Linked DNA regions of Gossypium hirsutum: region 2 is linked to region 1. Evidence: chromatin contacts called from public Hi-C data. All regions are on one chromosome and are shown on one strand. Each heading gives the region's core, a stretch centred on a gene start, on an enhancer-like site or on the middle of the called end of the contact. The rest is flanking DNA. Distances are from core to core; before and after follow the strand shown.

The links. A called contact is a pair of places that touch in the nucleus more often than the background predicts.
Region 2: a Hi-C map of petal shows a contact between it and region 1, with 2.1 times the contacts expected there. The contact joins the enhancer-like site here to the promoter of LOC107945347 in region 1. A contact is called at or near these places in 4 of 34 Hi-C or Micro-C datasets (fibers, hypocotyl, leaf and 1 more).

The regions. Positions count from the first base shown.
Region 1 is chrD12:30,033,745-30,040,171 of Gossypium_hirsutum_v2.1, forward strand. LOC107945347 (probable LRR receptor-like serine/threonine-protein kinase At4g37250) reads right to left here and starts at 2,739. Exons shown (of 2, transcript XM_016879307.2): 1 at 714-2,739; 2 at 1-485. The coding sequence starts at 2,277.
Region 2 is chrD12:30,108,219-30,114,645 of Gossypium_hirsutum_v2.1, forward strand. No RefSeq gene overlaps it. Among protein-coding and RNA genes, the nearest start is that of LOC107941206, 26 kb to the left of the region's middle. Within about 2 kb of position 2,948, at least 1 of the 9 cell types and tissues checked has an H3K27ac peak or open chromatin away from gene starts, as enhancers often do.

The DNA.
Region 1 (6,427 bases), core at 1,489-3,988:
GTTCTGGTCCTCAACCACCACCCCATTTCCCTGCCCCAACTCATCCACAATTATAACTTTCCCGGTTAGAAGCTCAAGCAAAATCACCCCAAATGCGTATACGTCCCACTTGGGGTTGGGCTTGAGGCTCCGAAGTGACTCCGGGGCGTGGTACGGCGATACACCAAATGAGCTCGGGCTTGGACTTGGACTGGGGCTAGGTCCCACTACATCTTGGAGGCTATCCCTTGATGCTGTCGACCTCTTGCTACCAAAATTTACGGCTGACATTCCCACTTTAGAGCTTGTATCACCTGTTACTAGCCTTTCCAGACCGAAATCTCCAATCTTGGGTTCCATGTTAGAGTCTAAGAGGATATTGCTGGGCTTCAAATTGGCATGCACATGTTTCTTCTCGTGGAGATATGCTAGCCCACGGGCCACACCTTTAGCAATTTTTAGCCGAGCCTCCCAGGGAAGATGACAAGGTGAAGAGCCAACTTTTCCTGAAACAGAAAAGCCAATACTTAACAAATGTAAACGCATGAAGATGCGTCCTTTTCATATTCAATCGATGTTTGACTTTCTCATGCATTAAACGACAACCTTTTAGTTAAACCTACTCCACCGCCATGACTTCACTTCTTCAGCGTTGACAGGAGCATATCACATACATAATTTTTATAAATTTAACCTTGAAAATGTGAAAAATTGAAAAGGTAAAAAGGACTCACTGTAACGAGCGTTGGCGAGGCTGCCATTTGGTACAAAATCGTTGATGATAAGCTTTTCATCAACTCCCCAGTAGAACCCACGAATCCTGACCAGATTGGGGTGCACCAGTTTAGAAATTATTCGAACCTGGGTCTCGAAATCCCTGAACCGATCCACACTGTTCTCACCAATCCGTCGAACCGCCAAGGAGGTCCCATCTTCAAGCACCGCCTTGTACAGTATGTTAGACCCGGTGGCACCTAATATGTATGCCGACGCTTTAAGTAACGTATCCAGGTCAAGTTTCTTTTCCCCATCGACGGTCACCAACGTCCCTTTCTTGTCATCTTCTTGCCCTTGCTGCCCTTGATCATCATCATCATCATCATCTTCCTCTTCAGTACTGTCGGATTCTTCTTCGTACTTTCCTCTCTTTATCAAACATGCCCATATCGCAAACACTTTTGATTCTGACGATGGGGATGCTGTATTAGCTTCTTGCTTCAGTGTGGTCTCCAGTACTCTGTTTTTTCTCTTTATTTTATAGACGAAAAGGAATACCATAATTACTAATCCAACTCCAGCTATATCACCGACTATAATTCCCACTATTGTTCCTGGTTTAAGCTTGCTTCGCCGTGATGTTTTAGCTCCGGGATCCGTTTTCTTGGGGATGGCAGCCATTGCTGGAGGATAACTTGGTGAAGGACTTGGACAATCACGCTCTGTTGCTTCGCCACATAGATGAGGATTCCCGGAAAAAGATTTGGAATCTTGGTTCTTGAAAACGACGGAATCCGGAACTTCTCCTGTAAGATTGTTGAAGGAAAGATCAATGGTTGCGTTACTAGGGATTTTCTCGGCGAATTCTGGTGGAATTTTCCCGGAAAGTCTGTTGTAAGAAAAATTCAAGTAGTTGAGGTTGCTGCCTCCGAAGTTTGGTGGCAAGGAACCCTCAACAAGATTGGAAGAGAGATCTAAAACTTGAACAGATTGGAAGCTAGTTGGGAGATTCCCTGAAAAGTAATTGTTCTTCAGAGAAACAACTGTTAGATTCTGGATAGTAGTAAGAGTTGCAGGTAAAGCCCCCGTCAATCCATTATCGGAAAGGTTAAGGAATTGAAGGTTTTGCAGAGTTCCAATGGTTTCTGGTATTCCACCGGAAATCAAATTGTTCGACAAATCAAGAAACCGAATCTGGGTCGAATTGAATAAGGAAACAGGGAGAGACCCATTGAGAGAATTGTTGGAAAGATCAAGATTCTGAAGGTGTTGAAGTAAGCCCAGATCGGATGGAATTGCACCAAGAAGCTGAGAATTGGGAAGAGACAAGCCTGTAACTCGAAGGTCGCCTTTAATTGAGTTGCTTACTGCTCCACAAGTTACTCCATTCCAAGAACAAGGCTTCTGGTCGGCGGAGTTCCAGCTTTGTAACACATTTAGAGGATCACTAAGAATCAAATACCTGAAAGATAGCAAGAGAATCCCATCTGTGTTTAACCCCAAAGCTTGAACCACAAGAAACTCAACCACAAGAAGAATTCTCCACCATAAATGGAGTTTAAGACTGGAGGAGGAACTCATGATTTGTCAAACTGATCACACATTTCTTGTGTGAAAGTAGACACAAAGAGAGAAGGGAGGAAGGAGACGAGAGAGAAAGGAACTAACTGAGATTTATCATTTATGTTAATGAAGTTGCAGAGAGGCCATGTGATGAAAGTTAGCTAAAAAGTAAAATATATATACACAGCTCAATAAAAACAAACTTGTCTCATATAGCCAAAAATGTTCTGGATTGGCAGCTATCTGCATATATATATGCAAAATATATGGTTTTTTAAGGTTTGATCGAAATGATTATTTGCTGATGATCTCACAGTTGGTTTTAGAAATAAATAAATCAAGTAAAGCTATAGCCTATAGGCTACAAGATGAGAATTTTAGAATAGCATCTTTGCTACAAGACATCCATGTCAAGATGAAAAGGTTGCACTGTTCTCTCTTGAATTGACTTTAATCAAACTCTTTTCTTTTTTCTTCTTTTTTGGGAAATATTTAAATTAATTTAATGGGAGAATATTTATTAGTAGAAAATTAATATGATTTAAGGGTGAATATTGTGTACTTTTTATGAAAAAATTAATTTGTAGATTGTACCAAATATTTCTCTAGGTAAATATGTTAAAATTTATCTAATAGAAATTATTAATGTAAACTTGAATTATCATGTCTATAAAAGTAAACTGCGAAGGTGGGATTCTTTCAAAAAGAAAAAAGAAGGGGGTTACAAAGACAAGAGAATGAGCATATATTCCTCAAATCTCGATCGGTCATACATCAATAATTTTATATGTTTCGTCAAATTTAGATGATTGTGTGTAAGAAACATACTGTGTGCATTTCCTATCAAAATCAACTTGGGGGGTGGCAGGGAAAGAAAATTTGGGAGGGAAAATGAATCAAAAAAACATTGATGTAGGGGCAACATAATTGTGAAGGGGACCCTAAAATCATCCTCCAGAGCGTCATTAATGGTTTTATTAGAATTTTAGGTCTTCATTCATTGCTCCACCCTTTTCAAAAATTTGACCATCTGCCATCATCCTTAAATAAAATCATACATTTACATCTCCTATAGCCTATATATCCTTAAAACATGAAAATTCCTCCCTCAGGAAAGTGATTTCAACAGGGCCCCTAACCATGAGCGACCAACACTCGGTTCAGTGCTTTCAAGAAAACAATGAAGCTCCAAATTTAAAACTATTCTGTAAAAAAAAAAAACACTTTTCGACCTATAATCAATCAGGTATATGCCTGTCCAAATAGTCCTGGTTTTGGCAGCATACAAGTTGATCAGGCTGTCCATAGCTAATTTCTTCTCAACATTTTGTAAGATTCCAGCTATGGGTCCTAGATTTCCCATTTTTTTAATTTATTGGCAGATTTGAGTTTGAAGACAATGGGGGAAAGCTTTTGGATTCTTCTTCGTCTCTCAGCAAATGCCCACTCCATCTTTGCAGAATCTTAAGATCTAAACTTGTAATTTTGTTCACACCTGGGGTTTGATTTATTTCATCTTCTTTTTAATTGTTTGTGGCAGCTTTACCTACATTGCTATAATATAATTAAGGCTATTAAAAAACACAGGAGAATACATAAAATATTTTTTCTGCCTGCCTTGTTTGGTGTGCTTCATTTACTTGAAATTCCATAAACAAATTTATAATTATCTCTCAAATTAAGTAAATTAGTCAAAGTAATTTAATTTATGTCAAGTTAAAAGTAAGCAATTAAGAGTAATTAATCATAATATTAATATTTTTTGTTAACTGTACATATTTTTTTATTGATGTAAATAAATTTAACTCTAAAAATTTACTCATTCTCTTAATCTTTTCTTTATTTAATAAATTTAGCTTGCAACATTTATATATTCTATCAACATTTACATAAAATATATAAACATTGAGGGATTAATTTTGTTATTATACAAATCAAAATTATCACAAATTAATGAAAAGTATTAGCGTCGTGATTAATTATCTGTAATTGATCATTTATTACTTCAAATTTTTTGAAACAGACCAATAACTAAATATAAAAAAGTTGAGAGGGACTAGAAAAGTGTTTTTACCAAAATTATTATACATATAATCAATGTATCTTCTTTTAGGACCATAACTAACTATTTGGGAGATTTGTTGATACCCCTCTTAACATTATTATCTCTAATAAAAAAAGTGCAATATATATTATAGATTTATCGGTTAGTATCGGTATAATATTATAATAAAGAAAATGGATGGAAAAGGTCTAAAGAGGCTTTAATGGCAAAAAAGAGATTGGCCCATGGCTGGGTTATTATTTTATTTTGAGGACGAAAATAAACTTTTGAAAAGTTGAAAGTGGATAACTTGCATGGTAACTAACATCAGCTACAGGATTAACATTTTGCAGTAATTGGGCATCATGTCTCCTACTCCTACACTATCACTTCCATCTTGTCCCTGTTTATGAAAGTTCCCAGCAAATTTTTTCACGTACATTACTCAACAAACACAGTAAAACTGTAATCGTTGATATTGAAATTCAAACTCTATCTATATTTGTTTGATATTTCTTTGTAAAAATAATTCAAGATGTGGCTGTTCAGTCAGCAGATACAAAGAACCCACGAAACTTCTACACACTCAGATGGTCATGCCAGAGTACAACAAACCAAGAAGTTATTGCCATTGTCCCTATATTAAAAGCTTTCCGACGAGAAATATGCAATCCAACTAGTACTTGCTATTGTTGTGCTTGTGTAAGTGCGGGTCATGTCAACCCCTACCTTTCTTATCTTCTCGCACTTTCATTACAATTTCGGACCTACCGTAAAAAGGAAAAACAAACAAACAAAATTACATTTGTTTGACAGCCTGCCTCTATCTAACTACAAATTAACTTGGATTCATAATCTACCAAAAAAAGTTTTAAATTAAAATATGTTATTAAATTCTTACTTTTTTTTATAGATTTCAAATTTATTTCTCTTGTTTTTATTTTAAAGAATTTAGTCATTTTATTTTTTGAATTTAAAAATACAAGTTTAATTGTTAATATTGTTAAAATATTTCTCTTAAATTCATGTTTATTACAACGCCATTCTTTTGTAACATGGTTACTAAATGAGTTTTTTTTATTGCAAATGGTCACACCAATGAATTTAATAGAAGAATTTTGCCTGTGCTAACAATTTGATCTAAAATTTGAAATTTGAAAAATCGAGGGATTAAATTCCTAAAAACAAAAGTAGAGAGTTAAATTCCAAATGTATAAAGGGTACATGGACTTGGAGCATATTTTAAGCTTTACAAAAACTAGAAATTATTAATGCAGAACTTTAGTGAGGAAAATCTCGAACACACGAATGGAACACTAACAATAACTCGAATAGAAAAACGAAGCAATAGGACAAGACTCCAAGGCGTGTATCAATACACTATCTTTAAGGTTCTATTCGCCCTTACATATACTTAGTGTGCAAATGAGTTTCAAGCAAATGAACCTCGATGATACAATAAAACCTGATGACTATTTATGTTTTGCACTGACGAAAAAAATCCACTAAGCACTAAGTAGAGTATAACAAGAAAATTAATTTTTTATAAAGAATTTATGCGGTAATTCTTTATTGAACAATCTAAGAATAGTAGAAGATGGAGGAATGACAGAAAGAATTTTGAGAATTTTTGGTATGTTTTCTAAATGAAATATCACTCCTATATTTAGGAATTCTATGTTTCTTCATATATACATAACTTTCAATAGGTATATTTTCTGAATAATCACATAATTATTCAATTAATATCTCTCAAATAAACATAAATTTTCAAGTAATATTGCTTGAATAATTATAAATCTTTGTAAGAAAATTAATCAATAACCAAAAGATATAACTTTTGATTAATTACACCCTTTTATTTATAGTTATTGGAACAGTATAAATATTTGAAAATGTTCCAACAATCTCCTCCCATTTTCAAAACATTTTAGATTTTGATAATCTTGGAAATCAATTTGCATAAATGAAGGTGTCTTACGATTGAAATTTCGCTTAGTTAAAACATGTTAAAGTTAATTGAACACATCTCACACAATGATTTAAACATCAATCGGTGCTTAGTATCCAGGGACACTATTATCACCACGAGTCTGTGTACTCTTTTCATGGGTGCTATTAGAA
Region 2 (6,427 bases), core at 1,698-4,197, 75 kb after region 1:
ATATATGGATTTATAACTAGTTTATATGTTTAATTTGATTATGCATTGTTTCCAAATTATGATAGCACCATTAAGTTTCTTTGCTCAACGTGCAAATTTTTTTATTTTTGTGCGCAGGTGATGATTAGGTCTCGAGAATTCGAAAAGATTGGTAACATCCAAGATTCACTTCTTAGTTCGGCAATGTTTATATCATCTTTTGAATGTTAAGTTGAGTTGGCATCTACCTAATGGTAATACTAGTTTTGGAGTCCTCCTTAAATGATTTTGAGTTTATGGCATTAATGGTTTGTAATCTAATTATGCATATATGTGTAATGATACGATGATGTGAATATGTTAGAATGCAATATCATTATATAATGTTTATGCCATGTATCATGTGTTGCTTGCATGCCAAGTAACTAATTTTGAGTTTTGAGTTTGATAACTTGTGAATATGTTCGTGGCCATGTGTTTTAAAAAAAGCAAAGGGTAAAAGAAAAGATAAAAGTAAAATATAATTATTATTGATAGCAAGTTTTTAAAAATAAGCTTAAAAGGACGCGTTAACTAAATGGCAAGGTTAAGGCATTGAAAAATTTAAAGATTTTAAATTTGAGTATTTTTTGTGCAAATTATGTGTGAGATTTCAACTCCAACTTATTCTAGTTTACGTCTTACCATATAATTTTGTATAAATTTATTTTGGTATAAATTTGGATTTATTCTAGTTATTAATTTGTTTGAATTTTATAATGATTAATTTTTGTTATAGTTATTTAGATGTGTAACACCCTAAATTATGGGGTTAGAAGTTTTGAGTTTTGTGGTTAGGGTCAGAGAGAATGGTGTGCTATTGTGTTGTGTTACGCGTTTAAATGATAGAATAGGCTTGTTGGTCTAGTGGTTAAGTGAGTGTTAGTGTACCTTAAGGTTCTAGGTTTGAGTCTTTGTGTGTGTGTTTTGGAGAAATATTTTTGGTTATTGTCGTTTTGTTTTGTTAAGTAGCAGTTTTGTTTTAAGTTAAAAGGTATAACTATTTATTTTTAATTTTAATTTTATTATTATTCTTTGGATGTTCTCCTCTTCCCCTATTCTTCGTTTCTTTTCCGTTTGGTTCTTCTTTATTTTTCTTTTAATTTCAAAAACGATTTTGCTTGTGGATTTTGGAGAGCTTTGTTTCCTTGTCGTCTAGTGGGTATCTAGACGCCATTGATCGTGAATCAGGTGTGGGTTCCATATCTTTTCTAATTTATTTGCGAATTCTTGATTTGACTGTGTGAAGGTCGACATTTGTTGAGCGTGTTCACAAATTTGTTAGCTTTGATTTTTACTATTATCTGATCTGGAAGTTTAAACTGCAACCTATCAATACAACGGTTTACCGTAATGCATTGTACTGCAGATACGTCAGCCTTGCTGCGTGTTATATCTGAGTGGCTTAGTCCACATACATGGTGTGTAGGGTTGGATGGGCCTTACGAGGTCTTATGTGGTGTGTTTGGTTGGATGAGCTTAAAGAGCTCTTTTGGGGTGTGATCGACGGACGGTGAGGTGTTTTGGCTAGATGGGTGGGTTCTTACTACTTGATTGCATTCATATGCATCTGTATTGAGTGTTCTGGGTGTAAAATTAACTGACTATTTTCTATCTGGCTAAATAGCACTTGTGTCTAAGTGTTTATGTATGACTTGGTGTACTTGAGTTGTTACATTCTATTGGGACGTTGGTTCCAAGTTTACTTTCTGATTCTGTATATCTGTGAGTATGTGTCGCTACCGAACTGATATTTGAATTTTTGTTTTAATTGCGTGTCGAACTCACATTGAGCTCGTGTAGCTCACCCCCATAGTGTTTCCCCTTTCAGGTACACTTCAATTTTCTATAGCGTGGACTTGGCACGCCGGAGGTCTTGGACAGTCGTGTTATAAAAGCTAGATAATAAGTCATCTTTTCGAATGCTACTTTGGTAAACAGGTTTTAAGTGTAAATGTTTATACGAACTGTGGTATGAATCGTGTTTTGGGTTTTTCACAAATTTTATTTTTGAACTGAAATTTAGAAACTGCGAATTTATGTTTTCGAGTATTTTAAAACATTTATTCAAGTTTGGCAAAATGTGTTTGTAACTGAAAGTTTGGAAAACTCATTTTATAAAAAAAAAATTACGATCACTTTGGTGATCAATGTAACCTCCGTAATTTGGTCTAAACTCTTAGGCCGGGTTTTGGGGCGTTACAAGATGTATTCTTTGTATTGCAATTGTGGCTATACTTGTAACTTCTAGAAAGAAACTTACATATATTAATTGAAAAAGACATTATGTGTAAAATATGATCATATCATAATATAATGTAATTTTTAACTTTAATAATAATTAAAACATTTTAAAATTAATTAAAATTTTATTATTGTTAATTAGAAATAATTTAATGTAAAGACTACAAATAACAAAAATAAATAGATTTATAAAAGAAGAATAATGATATTAAAAATAAATAACATAACAAATGTGCAATATCTATATGATTATACTTTAAAAATATTTACATTTTTAATAATATAAACTATAATATAGGAATTAAATAAAAATCACAATTTGAAGTTTAAATTTTTTATTTTATAGGGAGACCATATATAATTTATGAAATAATTTTTTTTTAAAAATATCAGTGGAATTTGAATAGGAAATTTGAATTTATCAATAAAAATTTTGAAATTGTTTATTGTATTCCAAACAAATAAATTCATTTGTGAAATTTTAAAAACTTTGATAGAAATAAAAGTTTTTTTTTTCTAAATCTCTTGTCCAAACACGTTCTAAAGGGAATAAGTGGATTTTTTTTATCAAACCTAAGGGCAAGGATGAAGCTGGAACAAATTTTTAGGGGGGCCAAATGAAATTTTAATTTTTTATAGTCTATATCTTTATAATTTTTAAAGGATTAAATCGAATTTTTATAATTTTAGGAGAGCCAAAGTATAATTTTACTTTTACTAATTTAAAATTTTAAAAATAATTCAAGAGCTTAAATAGAAATTTTTCATTTTAGGGGGGGTTCAGGGCCCTTGCCAGCCCCTGCATCCGCTTTTGTCTAAGGAGTTTGGTATGTTTTTAAAAAGAGAGTAACTTTAAAGTGAGGTAGTTTTTTAGATGTGATTTTTTTGTCCAAATTAGATATGATTTTTTAAATTATTTTATTTACATGTATTATATAATTTTTAATAAGATAAAGGTTTCATTAAAATATTTGTTAATTTTTTAAATAGATTTTAAATGTTTAAATCTATTAATGTTTGGTTAATTTATCATATCAAAGGATTTATAATAGTGGAGATTATTAAGTAGGCAGAGCGAGGAAGATTTAGAGCAATATTTTCAAAACCTAATCAATACTAGGCATGAAAGAAAAGATAGATAGGAAAATCAATGGCTTAAAATTTGCTAATTAGGCAATTAACAAATATATGTCAAAAGCTTAAAAAAAATCACAATGATATATAAATTTTGCTAATTTCGCTCAAAACACACTCACACACCAACCTAATGATTTGGTGGTTTTATAGGTGAAATTTGGTTTGCCTGAAATTTTTATTTTCTAGCCAAAAAAAAAAAAGGTTTGGAAAAAAATAATTGAGCTTTTCTTTACTTTGATTGATATTCGGTAGACAATGACTAGGTTGCCAAAATTACTGCAAAACATTGCCTCATGGTGAGACAATGAGCAATGGAGCCTGGTGTTTGCCCATAGACTATGAAAAACCCAATGAGTTCAACAAAGTTAAATCCAATCTGTAACTCCACATGCTTAGCCACTTATTATTACTCACTCTTTTAGGATCAATGTCTCATAGACCCACTTTTGCAGGCAGCTTGTCAGCTAGGTGGTTGGGATTTTCAGCATTTTTTTGGGGGGGGGGGGGTTATTGAGCTGAGTCGTGGAGTGGGATAAGGAAACAGGGGATTCCCATTAATTGGGAATCTTAAGTTTTAATTAAATGGGGGGATTCATTCGGGGAATAATGCGACTGCCATTAATCTAATATTTCTTTCCCAATTGATTTTTTAAAATATTTTAATATAACCCATCAGATGTTTTGGCTTTGAAGTTTGAAATGTATTAGCAGAGAAAACTGGCTCTCAAAAGAGAGCTTGAAAATGGGCGTGGAAAGTCGTGAGATAGGATCATCATAATATGGCCAGCGTACCTCTTTATATGTCTAAAGGTTCTTTTTGGGTGAGATTGCTTTGCTTTATTTTAAATGCTTAACCTAACGATACCTAGTCTATACGTGGATAAGTAGGTATGGTTTTGGCAAGATAAATCCATCTCCCGCAAAATTAAAAGAAAACTTTGGGAGTGTGCAAGCATGTGTATGTATTCCACAATTTATTCTTGGTGTTTTCTTTTTTTGAAAAGGAGTAATAGTTGTGGAACAAGTTAGTATTAGACGTGGTTTTTGATTGTTTAATTTCATATTGAGCGGTCCAATGGATGACTAAATAAAATAGATTAATTATGGCTTGATAAGAATGGGATTAAACAAAACAACTGACAAACCCAAGGTTTATTGCACAATCTATTTTTGCTTCGGCCAAATTGCTAAACTCAAGGTTTTCTAAATTAAATTGGAGTGATAGATTAAATCAAGTGATATATAATTGAAAATAGCATAAAAGAAATTAAGAATTGAAAAATTAGTTAAAATTGAAAAAATTGAGTTTTTTAAAGATAAACTACACTTAAGGTCATTAAATGATTAATAAGTTTATGTTTTGGTCACTCAATTTTAAAAAATTAGAAAATGGTCACTAAACTATTTTAAGAAAAAAATTAATTGGCGAGCTCCAAACAACAATTCGATATAGTGGAGGTATCGAATTAGTACCCATCAACGAGTAGAAGAGCAAACTTTAGATTTAAGTCAACATGACGGCCGGTGTTGAAAATTAGAGAAGAAAGTTGTATGGATTTTGATTCATAGATTCATGATGTTTAAAGTTGTTTCATGAAATAAAGCTAAATTGTAGAAGAGAAGGGAAATGAGACATTTTGATTGGTGCAAGCAGTGCAAATAGAGAATATCATATAGTAGTAAATTTAACAGCTCGATAACTTAAATGAAAAACTTTTGAATAGTTCAATGACCATTTTATAACTTTTCAAAATTGAATGATTAAAACGTGAACATACTAATAGTTCAATGACATTGCATGTATTTACCCTTCTTTTTAATTTTTTTAACAAAAAAATATTTTTAAATTATATTTTGATTATTTTATTTTTTGTTTTTAAATATATTTTATCTTACTTTTAACTTTTTTTTTAAATATTTTTTCAATTTCTTAATTTTTTAAGTGATTGAACCTGCAATTCAATCAATTGAACCAAAAAAATTAGAGGTCCAATTGAAGTTGGGATCTGGCAAACCTTAGCTTCTAGGGCGAGCTGATCACACCCTTAGCCATGAAAATAAATAGGTGGTCGAACATCAAAATGGGTTAGTCCCCAAATCTATGTATGCTATGTAAGGCCCAACTCACGGTTTCAACTGCCCAAGGACCTAAACCTACCTATTAGCCTCACTGTTCATTTTCTTAGTATCGGATTTATATATCCGAGATATATCATAAACAAAAAAGCTTTTTTTTTTTAAGTGTGTTTTAATTTGGTTAGGGGACAAAATGCAAGAGTTAATGGCAGTAGGTGGTTTGCCTTGAGTAGTAAACCTCAAAAAAATTTAAATAACAAAACTTCCATCAAATCAAGTTTTGCCAAATCTTAAATAACACTAAAAATAGAAGTTAGCATCAGTCATAATCATTCCAAATGTTAATTCTAATGTCAATTATTACTATGATTTGTAGGTGATGAGCATGGATGTTGAAAATTGAATCAAATTAGTATTAATTGAATTAATTAAATTTTTAAAATTTTTAATCGTTAATTGAATTAAATTTTTGTTAAAAGAAATTAATCGAACTGAAATATTTCGGTTAATTCGGCCGGTTAACATAAATTTTTATATGTATTTTTTGTTAAAACAAGTATAAAATATATAAAAATTAAATTTATAATGTTCATTTGACCGGATTAACCAAATTAATCGACCTAGTAATAGCCTAATACATATAGTATATAATATTATTTATTAAGTTCGGTTAATTCGGTTAATTACCCGATTTCGAATCGAATTAACTGTTAACCGAAATTCTAAAAACCTTTAACCGACCTCCAACATAACTAGATTGATTAATCGACCGATTAACCGAATTAGATCGATTCAGTCGATTATTTCGCTTTTAACCGAAGTTTAAACACCCCTAGATATGAATGTGAAACATTGGATTTATCCTAAACACAACTTAATATGAGAAAACTTGATTAGCCCCAACTAATGGCGAATCCGAGGGGTTAGCAGGGTCCCCGACCCCCTTAAAATG